Regions from separate parts of the Mus musculus genome. Here all the other regions are linked to region 3. A link is a contact called in public HiChIP or PLAC-seq and promoter capture Hi-C data. All regions are on one chromosome and are shown on one strand. Each heading gives the region's core, a stretch centred on a gene start, on an enhancer-like site or on the middle of the called end of the contact. The rest is flanking DNA. Distances are from core to core; before and after follow the strand shown. Region 1 holds the start of Pdgfa (platelet derived growth factor, alpha). Region 2 overlaps Gm31127 (a long non-coding RNA gene). Region 3 holds the start of Iqce (IQ motif containing E). Region 4 holds the start of Mmd2 (monocyte to macrophage differentiation-associated 2). Region 5 holds the start of Cox19 (cytochrome c oxidase assembly protein 19).

Region 1 (5,909 bases), core at 603-3,102, 1.7 Mb before region 3:
AAGTGGCAACTACAAGAGAAACGCCTGACTCATACGCCTGGGCGTTTATGGCCGGCGAGTGGAGTCTGACCTTTCGGTGCGCTCCTGCGCAGCGCCCGGCCCGGCGGAGCGCGCAGGGTACGGTTCCTCGCGCAGCCGGCCCGCCCCGCCGCCCGCGCCCTCCTCTCAGCCAGGGCAGGGCAGGGGCGCGATTTACCTACGGAGTCTATCTCCAAGAGTCGCTGGAGGTCCCGGATGCTGTGGATCTGACTTCGAGCCAGCCGCTCGATCAACTCCCGGGGTATCTCGGCTTCCTGCAAGCAGACCACACCGTCAGGACGCGCCCAAGGGTTCCAGCCCAGCCCCAGGGGCCACACAGCCCGGCCGGACCCTCGTTAGGCCCTAGAGCCAGAGGATCGGCTGGGGCTAGATGGGACCCCCTAAATCCTCCACACTGTTCCTATCTGTCTGACCTTGATAAAAATACCCCAACAATGCCTTGACATGTTCAGACAAAAATCACCCGCGCTCTGGCCTCCCCAGGGTGTCTGGGGGCAGCCAGGGGCCCGAAGAGTTTCTGGTTTAATAGCTAAATCCACATGTAGAAACAGAGAGGGTCGAAATGCGTCACGCATCCACGACTGGAGTCACAGCAGCCTCAACACTTTAATCTAGCCGAAGGGTTCAATTTCACTCCGGGAATCCTGAGCTGAGCCCGCAGGGGAGAGGGTCTTCCCTCTCCCCCCACCCCACCCCCTACAAGCACGCGCGCCGGGTCGCCCCACCCGGCTCAGGCCCAGTCACGGCCCTAGCGCCGACTAGGACGCCCAAATCCATCGGGGCTTAGAGAGGCTGCAGGGAACGCAAGGGGTTAAATATCCACCTCGCGCCTCTCCGGTCCCTGCCCAGACCACCCCCACCGTTCAGCCTCCCCCACTCTCCGTCCCGGTTTTTAAAAGGGAGTCAGGGTCGCTGGAGGACTCAACCACGAAGTTCCCACGACAGGGGCTGTGGAAAGTCATTCATCACGGCAAAGCTCCCGGGGAATGGGGGTGGGGGGGAGGGTGGCGGTGGGAGGGCGCGGGCGCCTGGCCCGGCCCCAGCTGCCTCGTTCAGCCACCTGTAAGCAGGCCTGGGCGGGCGGAGACTGCTCCAGCCCTGCGTCGGACTGGGTTTGGGGACCGAGAACTGGGGACTGCGGCTGGGCGCTGCCCACCCTTCCCAGTCCCAGGCTACGGCCGCACCCTCCTCTACCTGCTTACTGCCCGCCCTAGTCCCCTCCCAGAGCACGGTCAGTTTACACACACCCCCTTTCCCGCTTCCCGCACCCCGTTACTGCATTGTCCGCTGCGTTTGGGCTGCCCCTTCTGGAAAGGCACCCACAGCCCCCCGAAGTTTCTACCCACGGGTTCACCTCGCGGCTCCCCCGTCCCCCTCCAAGGCGGAGCGACGCAACGCGCTGGAAACTCACCAGACACACTTGGGCATGGCAGAAAATAGAACCCAGTTGGGATTAAAAAAAAAATTACACCACCCTGACAAAACCAAAATGCTCTTTGCAGAGCTTGAAACAGGTAGCCGAGAGGGGCGTGCGCCGAGGGAGCCGAGAGGGGACAGAGGCGCGGGGGTGGCACCCACCTCGGCCAGGGCATGGGCGAGGTATCCGCAGCCGAGGAGCAGCAGGCAAGCCCAGGTCCTCATCGCGTCCCGAGGCGCTGGAAGCTCGGCAGGGAGGCGAGGCCGCGGGGCGGGCGCTCCAGCCGGGCTCCTGTGGCGGCGAAATTCAGTACCATCCCTCAGGGAGCGCGGCCCGGAGGAGGGTGGCGCGGAGAGCAGGGAGCCTGCGGAGCGCGCTCGGCGCGAGCAGCGAGTGCAAAGCCAGCGAGGAGGAGGAGGAGGAACAGAGTCGCTCCGGGAGCCTCCTGGGCCGCCGGGTAGGGGGTGGGGACGGAAGGGGCGGAGGGCGGGGGCTGGGCTTCTTCCTTGGTGCGTTCCCCGTGCTGGCCGCCGCCGCGCTCGCTCCCCGTCGCTGGCTTTAGGAGCGACCCGGCCGGTAAATCCGCATATTTGCTGCCGTCAGCCCCGGGAGGGGACCGCGGAGCGTGGCTGCAGCTCCCGCCGCACCACCGATCACCTGTCTGGACTCTCGGCCCGGTACCAGCTACCGCCTCGCCTCTCCCTGAGGGCTCCGGGCAGTCCGGAGAGCCTGTCCCCGGGCCTTCCTCTCGCCGCTGCCGCCCCGGGCCGGGCACGGCGCGGCCCAGCACGGCGCGGCCCGGCGGCCTGCGTGCGCCCCTCCGCGGCGCGCCCTCGGCTACGGCGCGGCGCTCCGCCCTCCGCCCGCCGGGGCCGGGCAGCTCCCGCGGCCGCGCCGCCTGGCAGCAGCCTACCCGCCCGGGGCCTCGCTACGCCGCCCGCGCGGGCCGGAGGGCGGGCGGAGGGCCGAGCTGGCGCCGCTGCCGCCGCAGCAGCAGCCGCGGGAAGACCAGAGGAGGAGGTGGAGAAGAAGGCGCAGGCAGGCCGGGCTCCAGGAGTTGAGCGGGCTCCGCAGGACGCGCGTGTGGAGCCGGCCGGCGACAGGGAGGGGGTTATAGCGCCGCCACCGCGCCCCTCCCCCTCCCCCGCCCCCCGCCTCCCCCGGATTCCGGGCCCGGGACCCGCACCTCGGAAGCGCTCAGGGGTCTCGCGGGCCAGATCGGGCCCGGCCGCCACCGCCACTGCAGTGGCCACACACGCGCTCACGCAGGCAGCTACATCCATCCAAGCTCGGCGCCCGCGGCTCGGAGCCCACAGGCGCCCGGGCTCCCGGAGCGCCCCTCCCTCGAGCTTGCCCACCCTTCAGTGCCAGCTGCAATCCTGCGGCACCGGGCGGGGAGGGGAGGAGGCCGCTGCAGAAGCACGGCCGTCTCTGGCTCGCCTCTCTCTCGGGCCCCAGCGGCAGTAAAGGGCAGCGCCCAGAGCTGCTGCGCCAAAAAGGGCATGAGAGTCGGCTTGGCCCCCGCCCGGCGCTCGGGCCGCTTCCCACTGTAAGGATCCAGTGCTCCAGCCTTCCCCTCTCCATAAAAGGAGGGGGAGTGAGTCTTTGCGGAGAGGCGGGGCGGGTTTAGGGGCGCGTCTAGGGCACTCACCTGACGGCTGCCACGCGCCCGCGCCCCAGAGCCAAAGCCTGGGACACCTGATTGAGGAACTTGCACTCTTGTGTGGAGGTGGAAGCGAGGCTAGGGTCGGGGAGGAGGCTGCCTCCTGCCTCATCGCCACCTTGACACCCTGCACCCTCCAGATCCTTAGCCCCTGGCCGAAGGCCTAGCCGAACCCTGAATGGGGAGCTGGAGGGATAGAAGGAAAGATAGAAAAGAAGCGGCTGGTGAGGAACTCCTGGGTTCTACCTTGGGATCCAAGGCAGCGCAGAGCGCCACCTCCGGCCAAGGCACAGTACAGACGGGTGGCGGGGAAGGCACATGCGGACAGAAGTCTGATCAGGGCTGGACGGTTCTCCCATTGAGAGAGATGGATTCCTGGTGGGATGTGACCCGACGGCAAGGCCAGTCCTGTCAGCTCCTTAACTCGGGTTAGAGGATTGTGGACCTTTCAAATCCCAAAGTTAGCCTCCTAGGGCTCTGGAGACTATGGAGGGCTCCAAGGGTAGGGATGCAACTGGATACAGCCTGTCCAGTTCACTCCCTTTCATGTGAATTAACCCGTGCACCCAGCCCGGGTCCAATCCCCCACCAATCTTCTTTGTCCCCAGACAAAGGCGCAGCCGGGCAGGAGCCTTTCATCCCCAGCTTCCCGGGTTCCTGCATTTCAAAGGCTGAGCTGGAAGGGCCCAACACGGGCGGCTCACCTAGCTCCAAATACCTGGTGGGCGTGGGGGGAGGGGGTAGCTGAAGATCTTTGGAGCCCAAATCTACAGACTTCCTTAGGCCTGTAGGCCCCATCACCACGCCCCAGCCCTAACACCTCGGGATGCTCAGGAGATAAGAGGACACCCTCTCTTGGCCTAAAGAGGGAGTATGGAAAACGTTGAGAAGCGCCCCACCTCGAGGTCTTCGAAAGCCCAGGCCTTGTCCGTACTGGTGAAACTTTATGCTGCTCTGAAGAGGATGACTTCTGGTGGCGACTGCCAGGACCACTCTAGACCTGAGTCGAGTTCCTCACCGTTTTATCCCGATTGTTCTGCGCGGCCTGTCCCGCCAAGCCCTCGGCCTTCTCACAGGCAGAGAGCACCAAAGGACACCTTTTTGCGGTTCGACGACCCGGTGTGACGGTGGATGTGAGAATCCAGGAAGAAGATCCGGTTGCATTGCTGGGATGCCGCGCCTGTCCGGCCACCACCTCCGCATGGAGGCTGCGGGTTCCTGGGGACCCCACCTAGTTCGGTGCTTCTCTCTCCCTTTACTCTCTTGGCGCAGCAGGGACGCCCAGCTGGAAATCAAAGCCGGGCGGGAGGGATTCTGAAGACGCTAGGGGACATCAGGGACCAGAATGAGGCTAGGCCTGGATTCATCGCCCGGGACGCGGGAGCCACGGGGAGCTGGGCGCAGGCACTGCTCTAATCGCCGACCGCTATTAAAAATAAAACCGCGACCCGTCGTCATAGCGACCGCAACAACAGCGGCCGCGCGAGGGTGGTAAGAGCTTGTGCAGCCCGGCGCCAGCCGCCTGAGGGGACTGGGGCACGGGCCCTAAAGCTTACAAGGTACTCTGGTGTGAGACAACGACCCCTACCCCCACCCCCACAGCCGACCCCCGACCCCCACTGTTCCTCCTGGTTCTCGCTAGACTCTTGGTCTCTGAAAACTGGAACTGGCTAAGTCATGAGGTCAAGAGCCTAAAGGACCCGCCGGCTCAAACTACCCCCCACCCCCACCCTATGCCTCGGCTTCCCTTGGGACCCGTGACAGTCCTCATTTTAGCCTCTGGAGAAGGGGTTGAGTGAGGGGGTGAGGTTCAGGTGTCAGGCCTCCAAAGAACACCAAGAGACCAAGCCGAGCTGGAGGGGTTGCATGCGCTCGAGGCCACCGCACCTGTCCCGCCCGCGCCTCCGTGATCCTTTCTGGTGGGAGAGATCACGTGCTTCCTTCTGGCTGGGATTCGAGTTTCACTTCCAGCCGCTATTAGGCGGTTCACTCGGTTCACTGCAAACATTTGATAATGAGGCTAAATATACTTTAGAGTCGGAGGAGGTGTGGGCGGCTGCTGCCCTAGCCTGTAGGTGCGTCGCTCCAGGCTCCATGGGGCATCCCCGCCCCAGCAGCTGAGAACAATCCCCCAAGTCGGATTCGAGAGAAAGACCCGCACCCACCCATTCCCCCCAAAATCCAGTCCTAACTAGGAGCATCTTAGGGACTGTGGGCGCCTGAGGTCAGCTGGAGGGTCCCTGGAGGAAGTAGGCGGTAAGCAGCCGGGAGCTTAGAAAGGTGGGGAGAGGAACCAGACAGTGCACCTGGCGGTGACCAGAGATGTCCGGTCGCCCCCAGAACAGATGCTTCCGTCCTGTCTCCAGTGCCCCCGGCACAGTGCGACATATCCTCCCGCCCATAATTAAAGTGTCAAGTGTTTCAAATAGCTCAAGAGAGGGAGTGCGCAGCTGGGGTGACCAGGTAGCATCTAACCCTTGTTGGTACCCTCTCAACCCAAGACCCAGACTTTACAGAGAAGCTTTGAAAGGAGGGAGACCATCCAATTTGCTCATCATTTTAAACGTAAAGCACACCTTTTCACCAAAGACTCATCCACCTAGCTAGTGCCCTTCAACTGCTTGGAACTCAATTATCCGTGCTCAATTATTGCAGCCATTGTTACTCATCAGCTGCAAGGACCGATACTGAGCTCTGATACCGATGCCGGTCTTTTGCCCTGTAAAATAATTTCAAACAGCCACCCTGAGGCAAAGGGACTTAGACCCCCTTCCCAATGATAGAGCAAGG
Region 2 (5,603 bases), core at 1,781-4,280, 1.7 Mb after region 3:
GCTGGCACAAAGCCAAGCCTGGCCACCTGAGTTTGATCCCTGAGACCTACATGAAGGAAGGAAAAACCAATTTTTTTTTTTTTTCTGAGACAGTGTTTCTCTGTGTAGCTCTGGCTGTCCTGGAACTCACTTTGTAGATCAGGCTGGCCTCAAACTCAGAAATCTGCCTGCCTCTGCCTCCCAAGTGCTGGGATTAAAGGCGTGCGCCACCACGCCCGGCCAAAAAACCAATTGTTGCAAGTTGTCCCTCTGACCCCCACATGCACACATATGTATATATGCACACAAGCACACATACATCCGAGTGTAGAACAGACGAAATCAAGCATCACTTGAGTTGTGAGGCAAGAACACTAAGGGAAAATCCACAAACACTAGCAAGGTGATTTGTCCAGTGCTGAGAGAGAGAATCATGCCAGTTGGTAGGGTATTGCCTCTCAGCTGTTCTGTGGTGGCATTCGTGCTCCCCTTAGGGTTGAGCTTCCACTCCTTATGTTTGTTCAGCCATTCAACTCTTTCTGATCTTTCCAGTGGGGAAGGCCTTTCTGTTTCCTGTTTCCGCCCTTTGATTCTCCTCCACCTGTTTCCTGTCCCTCCAAATTTGTGCTCCTCACAAAACTTTACCTTTGCCTCATCAGTTCCTTCCCATAGTAGCAACTAAAGCTTGCCTGCCATTTTTCTCTATGTTGGGGAAAACAATCCCATTGTTGCCCCTCACAGCTGTCAGCACAAGCCAACCCCCCTTTTCCTCCAAGAATTCTAGGTTCCTTAATTTCAATTTTCTTACCTCCTTTACTTTGTCCACTCCTGCTATCCATACCTAAAGAACACTGTCCGTTTCATCCAATTGCTATGTCCAATGTACAACCAAACATTTCCCCCTTGCAGAGCTGAGGATGTGGCTTGATTTATAGGACTGGTCCACTGCAAGAGCAGGAAGTACCCACCTCTCCATCTCTGCAGCCCCTGAGATGCTCTTCTGGCTGAGCCCCCTTACAACTCTGTATGAAATTAAAGTTCTGTTAACTAGGGGAAAGGGCAGCTTTCAGCCACCACTGACTGCTTCACGACATACCTAGAATTACTCAGTCACCGTCAGAGCTCTGGCCAGAGGGGAGAGGTTCTCTGAAAGTGGCCTTCCTTGGGACATGCTTCCTGTCTTTGTCATTTGAACAGTAATTGGTTTCTGGCAAGCCACGGAGGAGCATCAGCCTCTGCAGGGGAATGACATGTATCTGAGCGTCATATTTTCTGATGTGTTCGACTAAGCGGGACTACAGATGTGCTTGTGTGACTTTTTCTAGGGAGACACCATGACAGACCAAAGAATCAGTTTCACCAGAGTCTCATGGGGGAACCAATGAGTTCCTGGAGTTCCTCATAGGAGCATGGGAGACTTGAAGGAAAGGCAGCTGTATCACTGGAAAGTCTACCCCAGCGTGGGTGACTCAGAAGCTGCAGACCTGGAACCTCCTATGCAACTTGCAGGCAGCTCCACGGAAGAACCTTTTCTTCCCCCATAATTCTTTACTACTTACCTAGCCACAGGAAGGAGCCTTGTGAGTTCTGTAAGTTTCTTGAGCTTCCTGAGTTGTACAAGTTTCCTGTGAGTTTTCCAGACTTCTCCCCCTGCTTTTCTCTATTCCAATCAGAGGAAACAGTTACACAGTGTTGTTGGGGAAAGCTGGGTAGGGAGATTTCAGAGTGAATCTGTATGTTAACTACCTCTTGCTTTGACAACTACAGCTGGGCGAGTATGCTTGGTTAGTGGTTGCCTACGATGCACAGAATTCTGAGTTCGAGACCTACATTTTAAAGGGAGCTCAAGAGGCTTGGGAGGTGGCTCAGTAGGTAAAAGTACTTACTGCACAAGCATAAGGTCTTGTGTTCGAATCCCCAGCACCCACATAGAAAAGCCACATGGTGCCTGATACTCCTGCGCTACTAAGAATGGAGCGAACTTGCTGCTAACTGTCCTAGTTTGCTTTCTGTTGCTGTGACAAAACTGCATCACCAAAAACAAGTTGGAGAGGAAACCGTTTAGTTGGCTTACAGCTTACAGTGCATTATGGAGAGACATCTGGGTAAGAACTGGAGGCAGGAACGGAAGCAGGGATCATGGAGGAACACCGCTTAATGGCTTGTTCCTCATGGCAGGACCATCTGCACAGGGGTGGCATCACCTCCCATGTCTTAGTTAGGATTTTGCTACTGTGAAGAGACACCATGAACAGACACCTCTTATAAAGGACAACATTTAATTAATTGGGGCTGGCTTATAGGTTCAGTGGTTCAGTCCATTATCATCAAGGTGGGAACATGGCAGCATCCAGACAGGCATGGTGCAGGAGGAGCTGAGAGTTCTACATCTTCATCTGAAGGCCACTAAGAGAAGACTGACTTCCAAGCAGTCAGGATGAGGGTCTTAAAGCCCACGCCTACAGTGACACACCTACTCCAACAAAGCCACACCTGCTAATAGTGTCATTCCCTGAGCATATACAAGCCATAATATCCTGTATCAATCATTAATCGAGAAAATGGTAGCAGGGTGTGATGGTGGGCGCCTTGAATCCCAGCACCTTGGGAGCGGGGCAGGTCTCTGAGTTTGGCCAGATTGGTCTGTAAGAGAATTCCATGATAGCCAGAGCTTGAAAGAGTGACACTCTCTCAAATAGAAAAAAAAAAAAAAAAAAAACAGGCTTGCCTACAGGCCAATTAATGGAGGCATTTTCTCAACTGAGTTCCCTGTTCCCAGACAAGGTCTCAGTCTATGCCCATGTACACACTTGTGTGCTTATACCCCCACACCGCCCAAAAAGGGATGTAAAATGACATCATATAGATGAAATCTTACATTAAACCTTAGGAGACTCGTAGACAGCTTGTTCTCCCTCTCCCTTGGAGCATACTAGGCTTCGCAGAGCAGGAAAAAAAAGTGTGGCCCATAGGTACAAGACATCCTTGGCAAACCCGCCTGCCTAGCACAGCTTCCCCACACCACATGGCTGTTACAGGCTGCATTTCGCAAGCAACAGTCAAAAGAAGCAGGCTGCACCTCATCTGTTTCCAATTATCCCAGCACTCTGTGTGTTTAACACAGCTATGCTGTTTCTAAATGGCCAAAAGCCAGGCTGGGGGGCGGGGGGGGGGGGCAGGCCATCTCAGACACCACTTCCTTCCCGAGGTGACACACTTCTTCCCAGAAGTGGGCAACTCTGTGGGCTTTCTGCTTGCTCAAAAATGGGGTGATAGTTCTAGATGGGTGGTGGTGCACATCTGTAATCCCAAAACTTGGGGCGGGGGAGGGAGCTGAAGTTTCAAGTTCAAGGCCAGCCTGGGCTACATGGTAAGACCCTGTCTTTAAAATACAAAAGGAAAGATGTTGCTACCCTCAGCACAGAACCCGTTAGCTCCTAACTTTATCTCCCCACTGTCTTTAAAGCTTTCTTTTCTGAAGTTCACAGTTCTGAAGTTTTCTCATTGAGCACTCCCTCCCTTGGGTCCTGCTCTTTTTATGTTTAATTTATTTTAAATGTTTATTGTATTTTTAAAATTTCTTTTGTTTAGTGGTGGGAGCACTCATACCCAGGGACACATAAGTCTGAGGACAACTTGTGGCAATCGGTTCTCTCCTTCAAACTCAAGCTGTCTGGTTTGGTGGCAAGCTCCTTTAACCCACTTCGCTACCAGGTGACCCTCCCAGTTTTCTCAAATGTAAGTTTTGGTTATGGTTTTAGATTAAATAAAATTTGAAATTAATGCTGAATAACCACATTTGACCATTATTATTGCTGTTGTTGCTGTTTTGACATAGGCTCTTTCTGTGTAGCCCAGGCTGGCTTCAAATTTGCTGTTATTCAACAATGATCTTAAACTCACAATTCTCCTTTCTCAGCTTCGCAAGTGGTGGTATAAGCTGCCATTCCTGGAGAGTAGTACCTAGTAGAAGAACAGTTATTTCAGTTTTGAATGAATAAATAATGTGATTATTGTGAACTTGCTTATACACACAGTGGGAATTCTTAAGCTTCATAGTCACATGACATCATTACTCTGAGAGACTACATGAAATTGAGAATCTGGGGTATGCAGAAACATGGAGTAACTTATATATTGTCGTGTGGGAAGGGGAACCGCTGGAACCCTAGGTGTCTGGCCCCACAGTCTGCCTTGCACACACCCCACACACATGCCAGCACATGAGCAAATTTACCCCAAAGATAGATCTCTGTGATCCTCTGTGTGCATCACAAAGCAAGAAAACACAAAGTTCTATGGTCACAGACCTTTGATCCCAGAGTCGCAGGATGCTGAGGCAGGAGGATTGATCACAAGTTCAAGACCTGACTGGGCCATAGAGCAGTCTCAAGATCAGGCTACATAATTTAGTGAGACCCTGTGTCAAAATAAAAAAGATAACAAATGTGCTCAGTGGTAAAGCACCTGCCTAGAACCCCCCCCCCCCCCCCCCCCCGAGTGAGGAGCTGGGGCGTGGCTCAGTGGTAGAGCCCCTGCCTAAAATCTCCCAGTGAGGGGTTGGGGGTATGGCTCAGTGGTAGAGCCCTGCCTAGAATCCCCCAATGAGGGACTGGGGCGTGGCTCAGTGGTAGAGCCCCTGCCTAAAATCCCCCAGTGAGGGGCTGGGGTATAGCTCACTGGTAGAACACCTGCCTGGAATCCCGCAGTTAATGGGGTGTAGCTCAGTGGTCGAGCAGTTGTGCTATGGATACCAGTACTGAAAACAATTAGTATGTTGTAGGACTTGTTCACATATAAATGGGTCTCTCTCTCTGTGTGTGTGTGTGTGTGTGTGTGTGTATTTCTGGAAGTAGCCTGAGCCTTTTGGTTGTGTTGTGTTTTTGGGAACCTAGTTTGCAGGCTTGAAAAAAGAGGTTTTTAACTGAGAGATTCAATCAGATGGGAAAAGTTCCCAGGAACAACGGCTTTCAGCCCCAGAGGAAAGATAACAGACGCGATCAGAGACTGAAACAGACTCTGAAACACCAGAAGCAACAGGGACCTGTGCTCTGCTCTATTTTTAAGATTTATTTTAGGAGAATGGGGAGATGGTTCAATGGTTAAGAGCACTGGCTGCTCTTGCTGGGGATACAAGTTGGATGGACAACCCCCACATGGTGGCTCACAACAGTCTGCAGCTCCATTCTCAAGATGTCTCTTGCCCTCCTCAGGCCTCTGCAGAACTTCACAAATGCCGTGTATAGACTTAAATGTAGATAAAACATCCACTTATAAAATGGAAACAATTTCATTATACACAGGGTGGTGTATGTATTTATGTGAGTGCAGGTACCCCTGCGGGCCAGAAGAGGGCGTTGGAGTCCCTGAAGCTAGAGCTTTAGGCAGCTGCGAGTCACCCCATGTGGGTGCTAGGAACCAAACTTGTATGCACACACACACACACACACGCGCACAAACATAACACACATACATATCACTCAGACACACCATGCCACACACACATGCACCCATATACCACACCACAACACACATATAAATACATATCACACATATATATATATCACTCCACACACATACATACACACACACCACACATACATATACTACTCCACACGCACACA
Region 3 (5,421 bases), core at 2,597-5,096:
TTCTCTTTGCCGCTCAGCACAATTCACAAAGAACCTGGGACTCTAGCTAATTTCCAGGGGCACTGAGAGTGTTTTGCCAATGTAAAGTGCCTGCCTAGAATCCCCAGTGAGGGGCTGGGGTGTGGCTCAGTGGTAGAGTCCCTGCCTAGAATCCCCCAGTGAGGGGCTGGGGGCGTGGCTCAGTGGTAGAGCCCCTGCCTAGAATCCCCCAGGGAGGGGTTGTTGTGTGGCTCAGTGGTAGAGCCCCTGCCTAGAATCCCCCAGTGAGGGGCTGGGGGTGTGGCTCAGTGGTAGAGCCCCTGCCTAGAATCCCCCAGAGAGGGGTTGTTGTGTGGCTCAGTGGTAGAGCCCCTGCCTAGAATCCCCCAGGGAGGGGAAACGGCATGGCTCAACAGTGCACCCTAGTTCCCTGCGGTCTGGGGATCCCATGTGAGTTGCTATGTGGATACAGGGAATTATGTCCGTGTGTACTTTGCTAAAGCACCAAGGGTCACTCAGCCATCTCTCTAGACCTTCACAGTTAATTTCTAGAACTAGCTTTAAAGTGATATTTATTATCTTCTTGTTGCTGCTACTATTGTTCAAGACAATGTCTTATGTAGCCCAGCTACACTATATAAGCAGAAGATGATCTTAAACTGATCCCCGTGCCTCCTCTGCTCAGATGCTAGGACCATGTTATGGGCATGGACATGGTTACCAGTTTATGCAGCATTAGAAGTGCAACCCAGGGCTGCATGCCTGCTAGGTAACTATTCTACCAACTGAGCTACAGTCCCAGCCCTCAAGATAGATTTTTTTTTTCCAGGCAGGGTTTCTCTGTGTAGTCCTGGCTGTCCTGGAACTCATTCTTTAGACCAGGCTGGCCTCAAACTCAGGAATCCGCCTGCCTCTGCCTCCCAAGTGCTGGGATTAAAGGCATGCGCCACCACTGCCCGGCTTGAAATAGATTTCTAATAAATAAATACATACATAAACAAAGTTTTAAAATGAGAATCTCAATTATTTAGGCTCAGCTAACAGGGTGATACTTCGACACCAGAAGCAGCTCTGGACACCCGTGCCCTGGGTCTAGTGGCATCTGGGGGACACTGCTTTACACACAACATCCAAGGACACAGACATGGGGGCTGGCACTCCTGCCTGTACTCACCGACTCAATGTCAGATTCAAAGGTAATAGCAGACAGACTGTCATCTCCCTGGAAGAAATGCACACAAGGTCACTGGGAGGCAGCTGCTCAGGTACAGCAGTCCCAGAAGCACACTGCCTGTCCGAGCTGTGGCAACACACCCCAGTGGACCAGCACAAGGGAAGCTTGGGACATCTCCATCCTGCGACAACCGTGTACCGTGATGGTCAGAGAGGAGGAGGTGGGAGGAAGGGGATTTCTAGTCCGTAAGAGGACCTGGATTCGATCCAGATCCAGTGCTGGCGGGGGACAAAGGTGACTCTCTAGGGCTCACTGACCAGCCAGCCTAACATGTCACATGACATTCCTCTGCCCTCCATTCACGAACACACACAGGAAGAGGAGTGCCTGACCGGGGGTGGGGGGTGAGGGTAGGGGTGTCCATACTCACATACCCACAGGGGTGTGGTGGGTTCTCAGGCCAACAGTGTGCCTTTAGTAAGAGTTCTCAAGTCAAGAGAAGCAAGCCATCCCCCCTTAACCCCCGCTGTTTCAGCACCCCCGGGGGTACTCTGCTACTATTCAAAGAATGATGAGACTCTGCCCATCTTCTGGCAGAAGTTTTGCATACACACCTTTTAATGTCATGCTTTCTATTTAAAGATATGTAAACTCTATTTGTGTGTGTGTGTGTGTGTGTGTGTGTGTGTGTGTGTACATGTGTGCATGTATGCAGGTGCCAGGTGCCAGAAGAGGTTGCGGGATACCCTGGAGGTGGACTTCTAAGCAATTGTGAACTGCTCGGAATGGAGCTCTATCTGGCTGCCTATTTGTGTATGTGCGTCTGTGTGTGCATGCTTGTGGAGGGAGGTCTGAAACAGACCCTGTGACTGCTTTCACGCCTTTCCACTGTGACCTAGGCTCTCTTGCTAAACCCAGTTGTAGCTAGTCTAGCTAGCCAGCTTGCCCAGGGAGTTCCCCTGTCTTCAACTCCTGAGCATTTGGAATTACAGGCAGCAGCCATACCCATGGGTCTTGGATGTGGGTTCGGGAGTGCAGGCAAGCATTTTATCCACTGAGCCCAGTCTCCCCAGTCCTTGGTTACATTTTGGAACACCAACCTCCTGGAGGTGCAAGCCTGTAATCCTAGGATCTGGCAAGCTGAGGCAGGAGGAGGCTGAATTTGAGGCCAACCTGGGCTACATACAAAGAGCGTTTAAAAAAAAATACCGAAAATGCTAGCAACAAAATTAATGGTAAGAGTTATACAACTGTAGAAATATGATCTCTTTTTTAAAAATGTATGGGAGGAGATGCATATGAGAAACACAATTTATATTAATTGGATTTCTGTGGATGGCTAGGTTATGGTAACTTGCCATATGTATTGAAAGAGTCATGAACTATCTTTGTAATCTCAACACAAGAAATTTCATTAATTTATTCATTTACTTTACATCCGGTTCGAAGTCTTCCCCCACCAAGTCCCACCCTTAGTGGGGATGGTTTTAACTTCTTAAAGGTCTGGAGATGCAGTTCTGCGAGCGAGCCCGGTGAGGGGTGCGGGTGGGGGGCGCTCAGTGGTAGTCAGAAATTAAGTGCTTGCCTAGAATCCCCCAGTGACCCAGCTGGGGAGGTTTATCTGTAGCGCTCTAGTCTGGCATGAGGGTTTCAGTCCCCAGTAGCACCCAAAAAACAGAGATGAGGGAGCAGTTACTGGGGGCAGCTACTGAAGGCAGTGTTGAGAGAGCGACCTCCAAAACTAGGCAAATCTTGGAAAGCTTCGAGTGCAGGAACAAGTAGGGAATCCCAGCTGCTCTCTGCTGACCTAAGGCTTAGTCGTTCAGTCTGTTGTGGAGGCTCTCACAGGCGTCCCCTGGACCCTTGAAAGTCATATTTCACCATGGCCAGGTCCCTGCCTACCTCCCTCAGTGCCCTTCTAAATCTCAACTCCAAAAGCTTGCTTTCCGGTGTGCTACTTTCCCCGGCCTTGCGGCCTTTACATTTAATGCTCCTACTGGCTCTAAACCTGTACCAAGCTGCTCCCTACATCAGCCTATTGCCCTGTCCTATAGCCACCGCCCCTCTCCCACCGCCCCCCGGAATGTACAAAGTTCACTTGATACCGACACGCAGAGAGTGAGAGAGGCACACCTCTTCCAGAGATGACTCCCGGACCCGTGCAAAACTAGCCTTGGGGGAGGCTGGGGACAGGACTTCCCCCTTGCCCTGGATCGCTCCGGGGAGTCGCGAGACCACAGCCTACAGCAACACTTACGAGAGGAGCTTATCGTCGGCCGGCTGCAGCCTCAGACCCGCAGCGCGTGCGGGAGGGGCGCAGTCCCGGGGGCTTCCTGGAAGTAGTGGCCTCCGCGAGCGCAGGCGGGAGCTAGAGGCTGCTGGGGCGCGGGCACGGTGGCGGCCGACGCCCGGAGATGGCTCTTGTGCGGTAATAATCGGCCTGCCGGAGCTGGCTGCCACCGTGCGCCCTTCCTCCCTCCGCCCCAAGGCTCCTTACCGTCTCCGAGGCTATATCTGTGGTGCCCAGGCTCATAGCGGCAGCGCTGCGCGGCCTCCGGGTCCTGCGAGCTCTGCCCTCGGCTTGGGAGGCCTGCCAGCCGCCCTGGTACCATGGCAACCGTGCCGCGGCCACAGAGCCCCGGATGTGGTCCTTCCTCCGGAGCCCGACGAATCTTGTGCACGCGCAAAGTGTGCGCGAGCAAGGGGCCTACCAAGCACTCTCCCGGGGTTGCACGGCGCAATCCGTTCTTGTGGTCTTGTGGGCTTTTTTTTTTTTTTTTTGGTTGTTGTTTTGTTTTGTTTTGTTTCGTGGGATGCGTGAATTAATTGGCTTCCCGCAGGCAATACTAACTTTCTACCTGGAAGCCATGCTCTCAGATCCAACTTCAGGAGCCCGGGTTGGATTTCGGCAAACACTGGCTGCAACTATGTAGTCCAGTGGGCAGAGGTTCCGAGGGTCGCCATGTTGAGTTGAAAAGAGAGCATAAAGCACCATCCTTAACGATACGCAAGATTTGAGATTGGGGACATCAGCCTATTTACATGTTTGTTTTTTTTCTGTAAAGAAACTGAGATGTTGGGGGCCAAGGTGACTGACTCCCTAGTTGTTAGACCTGGGGTCTGGCGCCATGAGGATAAGACTGCCCATGGGCCAGCACCAACTGCTTTAAACCCTCAGCTGACGGTTTGCTATCACAAGCCTCTCTGAACTCTCCAGGATTCCGTGGCTTTCCAACCCAGGCCAGATAGGGAGCACTTCCCTGGTGGCCCAGCAGGCCAGTGATAGATGAAAACAGTATGTCATTTGCCTCTGTGTGTGTGTGTGTGTGTGTACACGCGCGCGCACGCGCGCGCGTGATCCTGTCTGCCTCATCAATGCTGGGGTTACAAATGTGTATCGCTATGCCCTCCTTTTATTTTGTCCCCTTCCGCCCCCATCCCATCTCCTTTATGGATTCTGGCGACTCCTGTTCTTAGGCTTGCAAAGGGACTATTCCCCAGCACACATTCATTTTTTTGAGTAAACAGCTCTCTGCAACTGGGTGGCTTTGCAACATTAAGCTTAATACAAGGATTCTCCTGGGAGGTTTTTTTTTTCTTGCTTGTCTAAGGACCCATGATTTGCCAAAGAATAACAGCCCAGACTCAGTATGTAAACGCAGAGTAGTTTTTTGGTTTTGTTTTTTTTAAGATTTTATTTATTAGCCTGGCAGTGGTGGAACATGCCTTTAATCCTAACACTTGGGAGGCAGAGGCAGAGGCAGAGGCAGGCAGATTTCTGAGTTTGAGGCTAGCCTGGTCTATAGAGTTCCAGGACAGTCAGAGCTACACAGTGAAACCCTGTTTATTTATTTAATGTGTATGACTACACAGTAGCTGTCTTCAGATACACCAGAATCCGTTACAGATGGCTGTGAGCCACCATGTGGTTGCTGGGAATTGAACTCAGGACTTCTAGGAAGAGCAGTCAGTGCTCTCAACAGCTGAGCCATCTCTCCAGCCTGCAGTGATATTTTCTGCAGAAGCCCAACATGCTGGGGTCTCCCATTACCAAGATAGAGACAACCAAGCTCACAGGTCTGATTTCCAGGGCAGATGAGCATTATCTTACTCTATCTCTAGGCATTCGGGAACCATGCCCTAAAAGAGATTGTGTGTGTGTGTGTGTGTGTGTATGTGTGTGTGTGAGACCTCGGGGCTGGGAACCAAACTCTGTTCCTCTGGAAGAGTAAAAGGTATTCTTTACCACTGACCCATCTCTCTAGTTC
Region 4 (5,198 bases), core at 2,415-4,914, 1.9 Mb after region 3:
CTTCGGAGCTCCAGGGTAGAGAGTCTGCCAGAGATGAGAACAAGGCCCACTGGTGCCTTGCCGGTGATAGCGTGGATTTGCCTTTTTATTATTTCATTCTACAGGCTCACAACGGAGCCCAGGCTAGCCTTAAGCTCACAGCTCTCCTCCCTCATCCTCTTGAATCTGCAAACAATTATTACAAACAAGGACAACGCAGGTCAAGATGGCTTATTGGCTAGATGGGTTCTTCTTATGTTTGTTTGTGTGAGAGGAAGGGGAGGGGTACGCTTACCACACAATGCATGTACAGAGGTCAGAGAGCAACTTGAAAGAAATCAATTCTCTCTTTCCATCATGTATAACCTTTGGGTCAAACTCAGGAGAAAGAGGGCTGCTCAAGCTCCTGGCTCAGTGCCTTCCCTGCCGTGAATCAGTGTCCTTACAAGCTACGGCTGGGGTGGATTCCCAAAGGCCTTTCCTGTGCCTAACAAGCATGCATGCGTGCATGCGTGCATGCGTGCATGCGTGCGTGCATGCATGCGTGCATGCGTGCATGTATCTGTAGCTCAGTAAGCTTGGCGCTTAAGGCTTAAAGGAGAAGAAGCCAAAGAAGTTCGAAGTGTGAGTGCCACACCTAGTTACAGGTTTGAGTCTGCTAATGACTATTAAGGTAAATGGAGACCAGCAGCCCCCAGTCCTCATGTCTGAACTGAGCCAACATGAAGCTATAATGCTGCAGAAGGAGCCTTAGTCATGTGGTCCCATGATATAGACTCGTATAAACATCTCCAAAGAAGCCCATGTCCCAGGAATGAAACTCAAAGCTGATTCTGTCTCAGGGAGAAGATTTTATTGGTCACAGTAAGAGCAAATGTGCTGACCACAGGATGTGGTAGTGCAAGTCTTTTGTCCCAGCACTTGGGAGACAGAAGCAGGCAGATCTCTGTAAGTCCCACGCCAACCTGGTCTCCATAGCAAGACCTTGTCTCAAAACCAAAACAAAGTCTGAGAACTGAGCTTCAGGGTTCATCCAACTGGGAAACTAATTAAAAGTCGCATATCAAACAAAAGGCAGGTTTTATCATCTGTACAGACCAGAAAACTGAAAAATCACCAAAGAAATGAAGCCCGGTCTGTGTCTGCTAGCAATCACTTAGGACTTCAAAGCCGGGACCATCAAGATGGCTCAGTGGGCAAAGGTATTTGTTGCCAACCCTGACAATCTGAGTTTAATCCCTGTCACCCACATGGTGGAAAGAGAGAGCAGAGACCCTCATGTTGTTCCATGACCTCCACACGGATGCCTTGGCACCCCCCCCCCGCCCACACGTAAAAATATAATAAAGCATTATAATAAATCAAAAGATATAATAAAGCATTATAATAAATCAAAAGAACCCAAAGTTTCTTCTCCCAGCGTCTCGCTATCAAAACAAGGAGGGGGGAGAGAGAGAAAGGGGGAAAGAAGGGAGAAATGAAAGAGGGGGAAAGATAACATTGGTAGGACGAAGAAACACTCAATGTTCCTTCCCCAACCTTATCTAAGTTTGTCCATTATCTTCGTGTGGGGGGGTATATATGCATGTTCATGGAAGGCAGTATATACACATATATGGATATGTGTGTGTGCATGTGTATATAAGGAGGTCAGAGGGTCAGTTGTTCCTTGGGGGATACCAACCTTGTTTTTGAGGCAGGGGCATCTCACTGGGACCCAAGGCCTAAGTACTTGAGGCTGGATGACCAGCAAGCTCCGGGCATTGCTTGTCTCCTCCTCCAGGGCACTAGGATCACAAGGATGCCACCACATCTGGCTTTCTATCTTGAGCATTGGGGTTCAAATTCAGGCTCTCATTATTGAGTGGTAAACACCCTACCAGCTGGGCTCTTTTTCCAGCCCTATATCTGCTTTCCGTTGCCGGAACAGAACACCCGAGACATGCTAGCTGAAAGAATTAGAAGTTTGTGGGCCGGGGAAGTAGCTCAGTAGACTCGTCTACCATGCACAAGGCACTGGGTTCAGTCCCCAGCATTGCATCCATAAACCTAACCCAGCACTTAGATCGGGAATTTGAGACCATCCCCAGCTGTGAGTTAGGGACCAGCTTAGGATCCACAGAACAGAGGCTCTGGAGACTGGAACATCCAAGTCTATTGCTGGCTTCAGTTCTGGGGCAGTAAATCTGCAAGTGTGCAGAGAAATGGTGAGCCTGGAGGCTCACCATTTACTCAAGTGAAACAGTTCTATCTCCTACGACCGGGTCTTTTCTCAAAGGCCTATCTCTCCATCCGCCACAGAGGCAATCACATCTCCATGAGCAGCCAGGCATACCAGCCCACACTTGTAATCCCAGCCTTCAGGAGGCTGAGGCCAAAGGACTGCTGTCCGTGTAAGGCTGACCTGGGCCACATAGTGTGTTTCAGAGAAGCCTGGGCTACTAGGCTATAGAATGAGACATTTTTTAAAAATAAAATTAAAAAAAGGACTAGGAAAGGCATGACAAGATGGCTCAGCAAGTCACGGAGTTTGCCACAAAAGCCTGGAGACCAGGGTTCAATCTCTGGAATTCATAGATAGTGGGAAGGAAAGATTCAACTCCACAACATTGTCTGACCTCCATATATGTGTGGGGTACACAACCCCACATGCAATAAAAATAATAGTAATAATAATGATACTCGTTCAAGACAACCAAATCAAATCAAAATGCACACCAGATAATGAAAACTTCGTATTAAAAAAACACAATGCAAAATAACTCACAACTAACGTGTTCAGATGGGAATCAGGTATACAAAATGTTAACTAAAATATACTCTTGTGAGTCCCAGCCCTAATTTCAGCATCCAGGGGGGCTAAGGCTGAAGAATTAAGTTCAAGACAAGCCTGGGCTACATAGTGAGATCAAGGCCAGCCTAGGGTATGTAGCAAGACTGTCTCGAAAACAGGAAAAGAAGGACCAGTGTTCCCGAGCTAGACAGAGCTCTGTGAGGTCAAAGGACAGCTTGGTCTACAAAGGAGGGTCCAAGCCAGCCAGGACTACTATAGTGAGACCTGACTCAAAAAATAAATAAATAAAATAAAAGAAAGAAAAGAAAAGAAATCTGGGTTCAGGGAGGACCCCAGAGAGCTCCACAGGGATGGAGCAGTTCCCCCACCCTTAGATTTGCTTTCTAAGGATCATCTCATATAATCCTCCGTGGTTCCGAATGGTGGAGACTCTCAGAGTTCACCGGGTCGCAAATGTGGAAACTGAGCTTTGGACCGAAGAAGCACCTCGCCCAGGGGAAAAAGGAAACTCGGAGAATCCGCTGCGCTGAGCGCAAAAGCGGGGTGACAATTACCACTCCGTTATGAAGAAGCTGGGTTGTTCTAGCCCCAGGCAACGGGGTCTGTGCATCGAGCCCAGTTCTCCAGACAGTGGGGAAAGGAAAGAAGGATCTTGGTGTCCTGGCCCCTGTCTATCACCCCCTGACCCGCTACTCACCTTGCATATTTGGTTTTCTGGAAATCCAGCAGCCTGGCCAGAGTGAACATCGCCGCGGTTCCATCAGCGCCCAGACCAGGGCTGGGACGCGGGAACACCAGGAGCCGCTTCGGGAGGCGCAGCAGGTTGGAAAGGTGTCAGATCCTCGGGCTGCTCCAGGGCCTTGAACAGACCCGATCAGTTGCCTCCGGAGCCCCGAGCCCCTGAGCCTGGAGTCTCCCGGATCGCAAATCCCGAGCAGATGGTGGCGGGGGCGGGGCGGGGGCGGGATATGGGGGGGACTTGGGCGCACGCTGCCAATCGCCCGGCTGGGAGGCCCCCTCCCTCCTGCTAGCTTCTCCCCGGGTCCCCTCCACCCCATTGCTGTTCTAGCCAGCAGAAGACAGCTTGGACTAGACTGAACTGCCTCTGTTACGGCTTGCCATCCGGGCAGCACTGCAAAGCCACAGGGGACGCCTGGGGACCGAACTAGGTGGCACCCTCAGTTTACTTATTGCAGGCTCTTAGCCCTGAATCCACCCTACCATCCAGGACTCTGTGTCTCTAGGAACCATCTTGCTCCACCCCCTCCCATTCCACCTTCGCCGCTGCTCCCCTCCCCCCTGCCCCCTGCCCCAATCCCCATTCACATCCACATCCCAGTACCAAGATGGGGACATTCCATCATGTTCAGAATCTACAGCCCCAAGTCTATCCTCATGTCTTCAAACTCCAGTTTTCTTTTTATTATTACTTTATTGCATTTTAATATTTTAAAGCATTTATTTTTAATTTATGTGTGTATATGTGCGCAGGGTGGGGGTGGGGCTATGTGCATATGTGAGTGCAAGTGTGTGGAGATAAGAAGTCTGGGATCCCCAGGAGCGGGAGTTAGGGGCAGTTGTGAGGCAACCGAAGCGGGTGTTGGGATTCGAACTCCAATCCTCTGTATGCACAGGAAGCACTCAACCGCTGAGCAAGCTCTCCAGCCGCCTGCAGTTACGTATTTATCATGCGTGTAGAGGGCAGAAGGCAACTTGCAGGAGTTAGCTTTGTTCCTACACCATGGACAACTTAGGGACAAAACTCAGGTCTTCCGGCTTGAAGACAAGCATCTTTACCTGTTGAGCTGGCTCACCAGCCACCAGATTCAGCTTTCTGCTTTAGGGGGGGGCGTGACATCTTTGGAGGACGTGGGAACCCAATCTGTCTCTGAACATTTTGAACACCCCTTGAGGGAGCTGCAGGGGCAAGATGGTCTTTGGTGTTCATGACAGCTACTATTGTTGACTTTCCACTTGGCAGGATCTAGAATCACCAAAGATACAACCTCTGGGCATGTCTGTGAGGGATCTTATTGGTTGGGTAAGGGAAGGAAGGCCACCCCTAAATGTGAGCTGGACCTTGATCCTGGGCTGGGGGCTGGCCTTGAATAAAAGAAATATTGTGAACTTAATGCCAGAGTTCCTGTCTCCTAGATTCTTTTTGTTGTTGGTGGTGGCGGTTTTGTTTTTAGAGATAGGGTTTCTCTGGGTCGCCCTGGCTACCACTCTGTAGACCAGGCTGCCCTTGAACTCAGAGATCCACTTACCTCTGCCTCAATGCTGGGATTAAAGGTGTGCATCACCCCGGCCCAGCATCTCTCTGCTTCTTGACCATGTATGCAAGGTGACCAGATGGGTCCCCAAATTGACGACAAGTCCTCTCCTCCTCCACCATGGCTTCCCCCTTCCTAAGTCCATAGCCCCC
Region 5 (5,185 bases), core at 1,056-3,555, 1.4 Mb before region 3:
AAACAAAAGGGCTGAAAGAAGCTGGGGAGATGGCTTACTGGCTATGAACACTGGCTGCTCTGACAGAGACCTGAGTTTGGTTCCTGATACACACATTGAGCAGCTAACAAATGCCTGTAACTTCAGCTCCAGGCTATCAAAAACCTGCTTCTGGCCACCAAGGGTGCCTGCATACAAATGGTGTATATACAAACTCAGATGCACACACATACACATAAACTTAAAAAAATTATAATAAAGCCGGTCATATTGGCACACACCTTTAATTCTAGCATTCAGGAGGCAGAGGCCGGTGGATCTTTGTACATTTGAGTCCAGCCTGGTCTACGCAGCGAGTTCCAGGACAGCCAGGACTACATAGTGAGACCCTGCCTTTGAAAAAAAAATGAAGAATCAATAACGAATTGAAATAAAAATTTTAAATGGAAAATTTCCCAATGAAATGTTGGCAATGAAATCATAATCTAAAAATAGTGAGATGGCTCAGTGGGTAAACACGCTTGCCACCAAGGCTGACAACCTAAGTTTGATCTCTGGGACACACGTGGGGGTGGAGAGATCCCAGTTTTCCACAGTTTGTCCTCTGACTATATACGTGTCATGGCATATCCCCAAACACACTAAATAAATAAGCATAACTTAAAAAATACAGAGGCAGGCGGATTTCTGAGTTCGAGGACAGCCTGGTCTACAGAGTGAGTTCCAGGACAGCCAGGGCTACACAGAGAAACCCTGTCTCGGAACCCCCCCCCCCAAAAAAAAAACCCAAAAAACCAGTAATCTCTAAAGCTGTCCCTGGAGCTGGAGTCTCTACAGCAGTTCACCGAAGCGTCTAATCTACACTAACAGCTGCCGTTTCTACACTAACACGAGGGCTGAGGGCTGCTGCATCTCTCAGGGCTGTGTGCTGGTGGTAGGACTTGTGGGGAGGTCTGTGTGCTGGTGGTAGGTGGGGGGGGGGGGGATGTCCTATGTGCTGGTGGTAGGCAGGGCAGTCTTTTCTTTTTTTAATTATTGTAGTGCTGAGGACTGGACTCAGGTTCCTGTGCGTGCCAGGCACCAGCTCGGCCTCTGTAATCTGAATCTCCAACTCTCTCCCAGTTTGTTTGTTTTTTTTCTTTCCCATGTTCCAGTTTCCCAAAAGGCCTGTTAACTGCAGACTTCAGAACGGTGACTAGAAATCCTCCAGGCTGGAGGCGTGGCTCAGAGGTGAACACTCGCCTAGCATGTGCCAAACCCGGGCTTTCAGCCCCAGTGTTAGATATCAAAAAGCTTTTTGAAAATATTTCCTTGCCTAATGTTCACGGCAGACCCAGAGCCTGGAGCTAGGGGAGGGTGGGTATGTCCTGCGCTGAGCTGAGCTGCCGCCAGGGGGCCTAACATCAAGCTCCGTTCCAGGAGGCCTGTCACCATCCTATCACATTAGCCCCAAGTCTTACTTGGAGAGCCATGACATGTGGCCCTCTGAAATAGGGGCCCTCAAGACTCAGTTTCTCTGACTGCACCCCCACAGTGCTCTGAGCACGCCCAGCCCCACTACCCGGGAAGGACCTGTAATATTAACTGCTCTGCATCCAGGGTCCAGTACCTCAGACCCCACCCACCATTTCTAGCATCCTGTCATCAACACACATGACAATGCCACCCAGGTCTATAACCCCACACACTGTCCCTCATATTCAGCTCCTTCACTTTGGCTCTCAGACCTTCGATCCAGCACCCTAGGCCCTGTCACATCCAACATCTAACTCTTCAGACATTACACCTAAATCCAGCAACTCTGACCCGGCCACTCAAATCTAGTACCTTAGGCTCTGCCACCCAGATCTACAACCCCAGGCCCTGCCATCCAAACCCAGTGCCCCCAAACCTGCCATCTATAGCAAAGAGACAACACTCCAGTCTCTGCCACCCAGACCCAGCAGCCCAGACCCTGAACCCAGATCCAGTACCCCTGACCCTGCCACCCAGATATCCTGCACCCATAACTCTGTCACCCAAACCCAGTACCCCAGTACCCCTGACCCTGCCATCTAGAACCAGTATCCCAGATCCTGCCACCTACTTCCAATACCCCTGATCCTGTCACCGAGAAACAGCACTCCCTACCACTCAGACTCAGCACCCGAGACGCTGCCACCCAGATTCAGTATTCCTAACTCTGCCACCCGATCCCAGGCCGCCATCAGCCTGTGCCTCGCCTCGCCTCACCGAAGTGGTCCAGCGGGAAGCTGCCTTTGTCTGGGGGCCGCGGCTGGAAGCTTTTGGTCCCGAAGTTCATTGCGGTCGACATCACGGCGAAATCCAGAGCGGAGAGCGACGGCGACGCAGGGCAGATGGCTGAACACCGAGCGGGTCCAGGAAGCGTCGAGCTAGTCGAGCGGACGACTGGCCCCACCCCGAGTCCACCCAGGCTCCACCCACCAAGCCCCGCCTCACCTATCTAGCCCCGCCCCTGCCGTGTTGCGAAAGGATCTGCCCTTGGTTTCCAGCCCTCTGAGAAGCAGAAAGAAGCCTGGCAGTCATCTTTTGGTACTGATTAGCAAATAAGGACAGAAAGATGCAGCCATTTGCCCGAGGACACCAGTCTGTGCCCCGGGATCTTCATCCCACCCATCTGTCTTCCAGGGACTGAGTTTCCCATCTACTCAGAGGGAAAGAAGCACACTAAAGGAGGGGTGGCTAGCTTACTGCCAGTGCCGTGACACAGTGATACAAACGGGTTTTACAAACAGAAAATAAAGCAGGGTGCAGTCCCTCACACCTGTAGACAGCGCTTAGGGGGCTGAGGCAGAAGGATTGCCTGAGTTTTCAGCAAACCTGGGCTATGTAGCCAGTCCCACAAAACAAAAGAAAATCTCCCCAAAGGGCATCTTCTGTGGTTCAAGAGACCAGAAGTCTGATCCTAAGGTGTTGGTCATCAGCCCTCTTGTGGCCTGCTGTCCCTGCTGTCTGTTCCAGGGAGCCCAGGTTCTCTCCCAGCCTCTGAGATGTTCTGTCAATTTTAGGTAATTCTGGGCTGCTAGATATCTCCCTCCGGGGCCTCCACTTCTGGGAACATTCTCCCATGTTTCTGTATCCAAGTATTCCTTTTATGACATTGCCACACCGGGGTAGGGCCATCCCAACAATCAATTCTCTTTCCTTCCTTCCTTCCTTCCTTCCTTCCTTCCTTCCTTCCTTCCTTCTTTGCTGTCTGATTTTCTTTTTTCTTTCTTTCCTTCCTCCCTTCTTCCCTTTCTCTTTTTCTCTCTCCCTCTTTCCCTCTTTCCCTCTTTCTCTCTCTCTCTCTCTCTCTCTCTCTCTCTCTCTCTCTCTCTCTCTCTCTCTTTCTTTTGAGACAGGGTTTCTCTGTAGCTCTGGCTGTCCTGGAACTCTGTAAACCAGGCTGGCCTTGAACTCAGAGATCCACCTGCCTCTGCCTCCCAAGTGCTGGGATTCAAGTTGTGCTCCACCATGCTCAGCTCATCCCAACAATTTTAACCTCTGCTGCTTACATCTGCCACAACATTATTTCAAAAGGTCCTGGGGGCTGGGACTGTGCCAGGTGGATTTGGGGGGGACTGTTCTATGGTAGTGGGGTGCACTCTACTGACTCTTTGCTGTTGTTATGGCAATAACACCCATACCCAGCACCCCTGCTTTTCAGCTTGGGGACAGAGAAGAGCACTCGCACCCTGCCACCCTGCACTGCTGTCAGTGTAGGACATTGGCCGTCATTCCATCTCAGCCACACATGAATGCTATGTTCTACACTACACCAGGCCCTGGCAGTGAGCAGAATGGGCTCAGTGGGCTCCTAGCAGCTCCTTGGGGCCAGCTCTTCCTCTACAGTCCCTTGATGAATCCCAACATCACTGACGCAGAAGCAGAAACAATTCCCAGGGGCTGCAGAGAGGTGCTTGACCGGCAGATCTACTCAGTCTCTCCTGTCTTGCTGGACTCCCCTCCTCCACAGGCACTGGATCCCATCCTGCCTTCCTGTCTGGGAGGCTGGATTTAGCAGATCTACAGGCTGCCTTCAGAGGAGTACCATCTCCCTGCCAGACCTCCAGCAAGCCCATTCCAGGTCTGCTTCCAATCACCTCTCAAAACGGGGCCTGGAGGGATGAACTCAGCTGGCAAGGACACTCACTATAGCAACATGAGGACCTGAGTTCAAATCCCTAGAGCCTCCCACCCCCACCCCCAAAAGCCAGGCTGGGTAGCATGGGCCTCTAATCCCAGCATTGTAAGGGGTGCCTTGCTGGCTGCCAGCCTGGCTCCAGGTTCAGCCAACACCCTGTCACAAGGGGATAAAGGGGAGAGAGAGAGCAGGGCAGCTGATGTCCTCCTCTGGTTTCCACATGTGTATGGGGTATACACATCTCACATCTGCACATCAGAGAGAGAGAGAGAGAGAGAGAGAGAGAGAGAGAGAGAGAGAGAGAGAGTTATAGAGAGACTTCAGAAGGAAAGCTGTACTTTGTTGATATCATAGAAACAGCTCTTTTGCACCTTTCCCATGCCTGGGACCAGAGGCCATACACTGAGTTATTCATTAATGCTTTCTGGACTGTGAACAATGGTGTCTTTTATGACTCAGCAAGCAGCCCTTTTCCACTTAAAATAAGAAGACATCTCTGTCCCTGGGGTGGCAGACCTTCTGTCAGGCATCCCAAAGAACCAAGAAAGCAGCAGGGGCTGGTGTCTGGGCTATGAAAGCAACTTTTAACCTGCCATTCCTCGGAAATGGCTACTGCCTTGTATGAATGCTTTTGTGTTATTTGTTTTGGTTTAAGATGGGTACTCACTGTGCAGCTCTGGCTGGCCTTGAACTCACTAAGTTCTGCCTCCCTCTGCCTTGGAAGTACTGGTTTTCCAAGGGTTGTGATCAAAGGTGTGTACCACCCTGCACAGTGTGTGTGTGTAGCTGGATACACCTGTGTTTGTGTGTGTGTGTAGCTGGATGCACCTGTGTGTGTGTGTGTGTGTGTGTGTGTGTGTGTGTAGCTGGATGCACCTGTGTGTGTGTAGCTGGATGCACCTGTGTGTGTGTGTGTAGCTGGATGCACCTGTGTGTGTGTGTGTAGCTGGATGCACCTGTGTGTGCACATGTGGAGACCACAGAAGGACGTCAAGCATCTTCTTCCACATTGCTTTGAGGTGGGGACTCTCTGGATTGGAAGCTCATCATTTTTGGCAA

The links. Promoter capture Hi-C pulls out the DNA fragments that hold promoters and counts their contacts. HiChIP or PLAC-seq counts read pairs in DNA pulled down with a chosen protein or histone mark.
Region 1: a promoter capture Hi-C map of liver shows a contact between it and region 3, with 2.4 times the contacts expected there. The contact joins the promoter of Pdgfa here to the promoter of Iqce in region 3.
Region 2: a contact with region 3 is called in a promoter capture Hi-C map of second pharyngeal arch cranial neural crest. The contact joins the enhancer-like site here to the promoter of Iqce in region 3. A contact is called at or near these places in 16 of 39 promoter capture datasets (the 3T3-L1 cell line, 3T3-L1-derived adipocytes, the C10 cell line and 9 more), 1 of 484 Hi-C or Micro-C datasets (embryonic stem cells), 10 of 115 datasets of contacts at active chromatin or transcription factors (the NIH/3T3 cell line, T-cell acute lymphoblastic leukemia, craniofacial prominence and 7 more) and 4 of 9 other capture datasets (adipose tissue, embryonic stem cells, liver and 1 more).
Region 4: an H3K4me3 HiChIP or PLAC-seq map of embryonic forebrain shows a contact between it and region 3, with 5 times the contacts expected there. The contact joins the promoter of Mmd2 here to the promoter of Iqce in region 3. A contact is called at or near these places in 5 of 39 promoter capture datasets (3T3-L1-derived adipocytes, cranial neural crest, embryonic stem cells and 2 more) and 3 of 115 datasets of contacts at active chromatin or transcription factors (astrocytes, embryonic forebrain and large pre-B cells).
Region 5: a contact with region 3 is called in a promoter capture Hi-C map of pre-B cells, with 2.1 times the contacts expected there. The contact joins the promoter of Cox19 here to the promoter of Iqce in region 3. A contact is called at or near these places in 2 of 39 promoter capture datasets (hippocampal neurons and pre-B cells).

What each region holds. Positions count from the first base shown.
Region 1 is chr5:138,993,092-138,999,000 of GRCm38.p6, forward strand. It overlaps Pdgfa (platelet derived growth factor, alpha), which reads right to left and starts at 1,853. Exons shown (of 6, transcript NM_008808.4): 1 at 1,618-1,853; 2 at 197-293. The coding sequence starts at 1,680.
Region 2 is chr5:142,377,666-142,383,268 of GRCm38.p6, forward strand. Gm31127 (a long non-coding RNA gene) reads right to left here. Exons shown (of 4, transcript XR_377178.3): 3 at 3,883-3,942; 4 at 2,025-2,622. Among named protein-coding and RNA genes, the nearest start is that of Gm31127, 7.7 kb to the right of the region's middle. Within about 2 kb of position 3,031, at least 71 of the 459 cell types and tissues checked have an H3K27ac peak or open chromatin away from gene starts, as enhancers often do. A contact at or near this core is called in the HPC-7 cell line, the NIH/3T3 cell line, craniofacial prominence and 2 more, where this site is marked.
Region 3 is chr5:140,698,532-140,703,952 of GRCm38.p6, forward strand. It overlaps Iqce (IQ motif containing E), which reads right to left and starts at 3,847. Exons shown (of 23, transcript NM_028833.3): 1 at 3,651-3,847; 2 at 1,154-1,201. The coding sequence starts at 3,686.
Region 4 is chr5:142,605,088-142,610,285 of GRCm38.p6, forward strand. Mmd2 (monocyte to macrophage differentiation-associated 2) reads right to left here and starts at 3,665. Exons shown (of 7, transcript NM_175217.6): 1 at 3,471-3,665. The coding sequence starts at 3,520.
Region 5 is chr5:139,342,861-139,348,045 of GRCm38.p6, forward strand. It overlaps Cox19 (cytochrome c oxidase assembly protein 19), which reads right to left and starts at 2,306. Exons shown (of 3, transcript NM_197980.1): 1 at 2,212-2,306. The coding sequence starts at 2,293.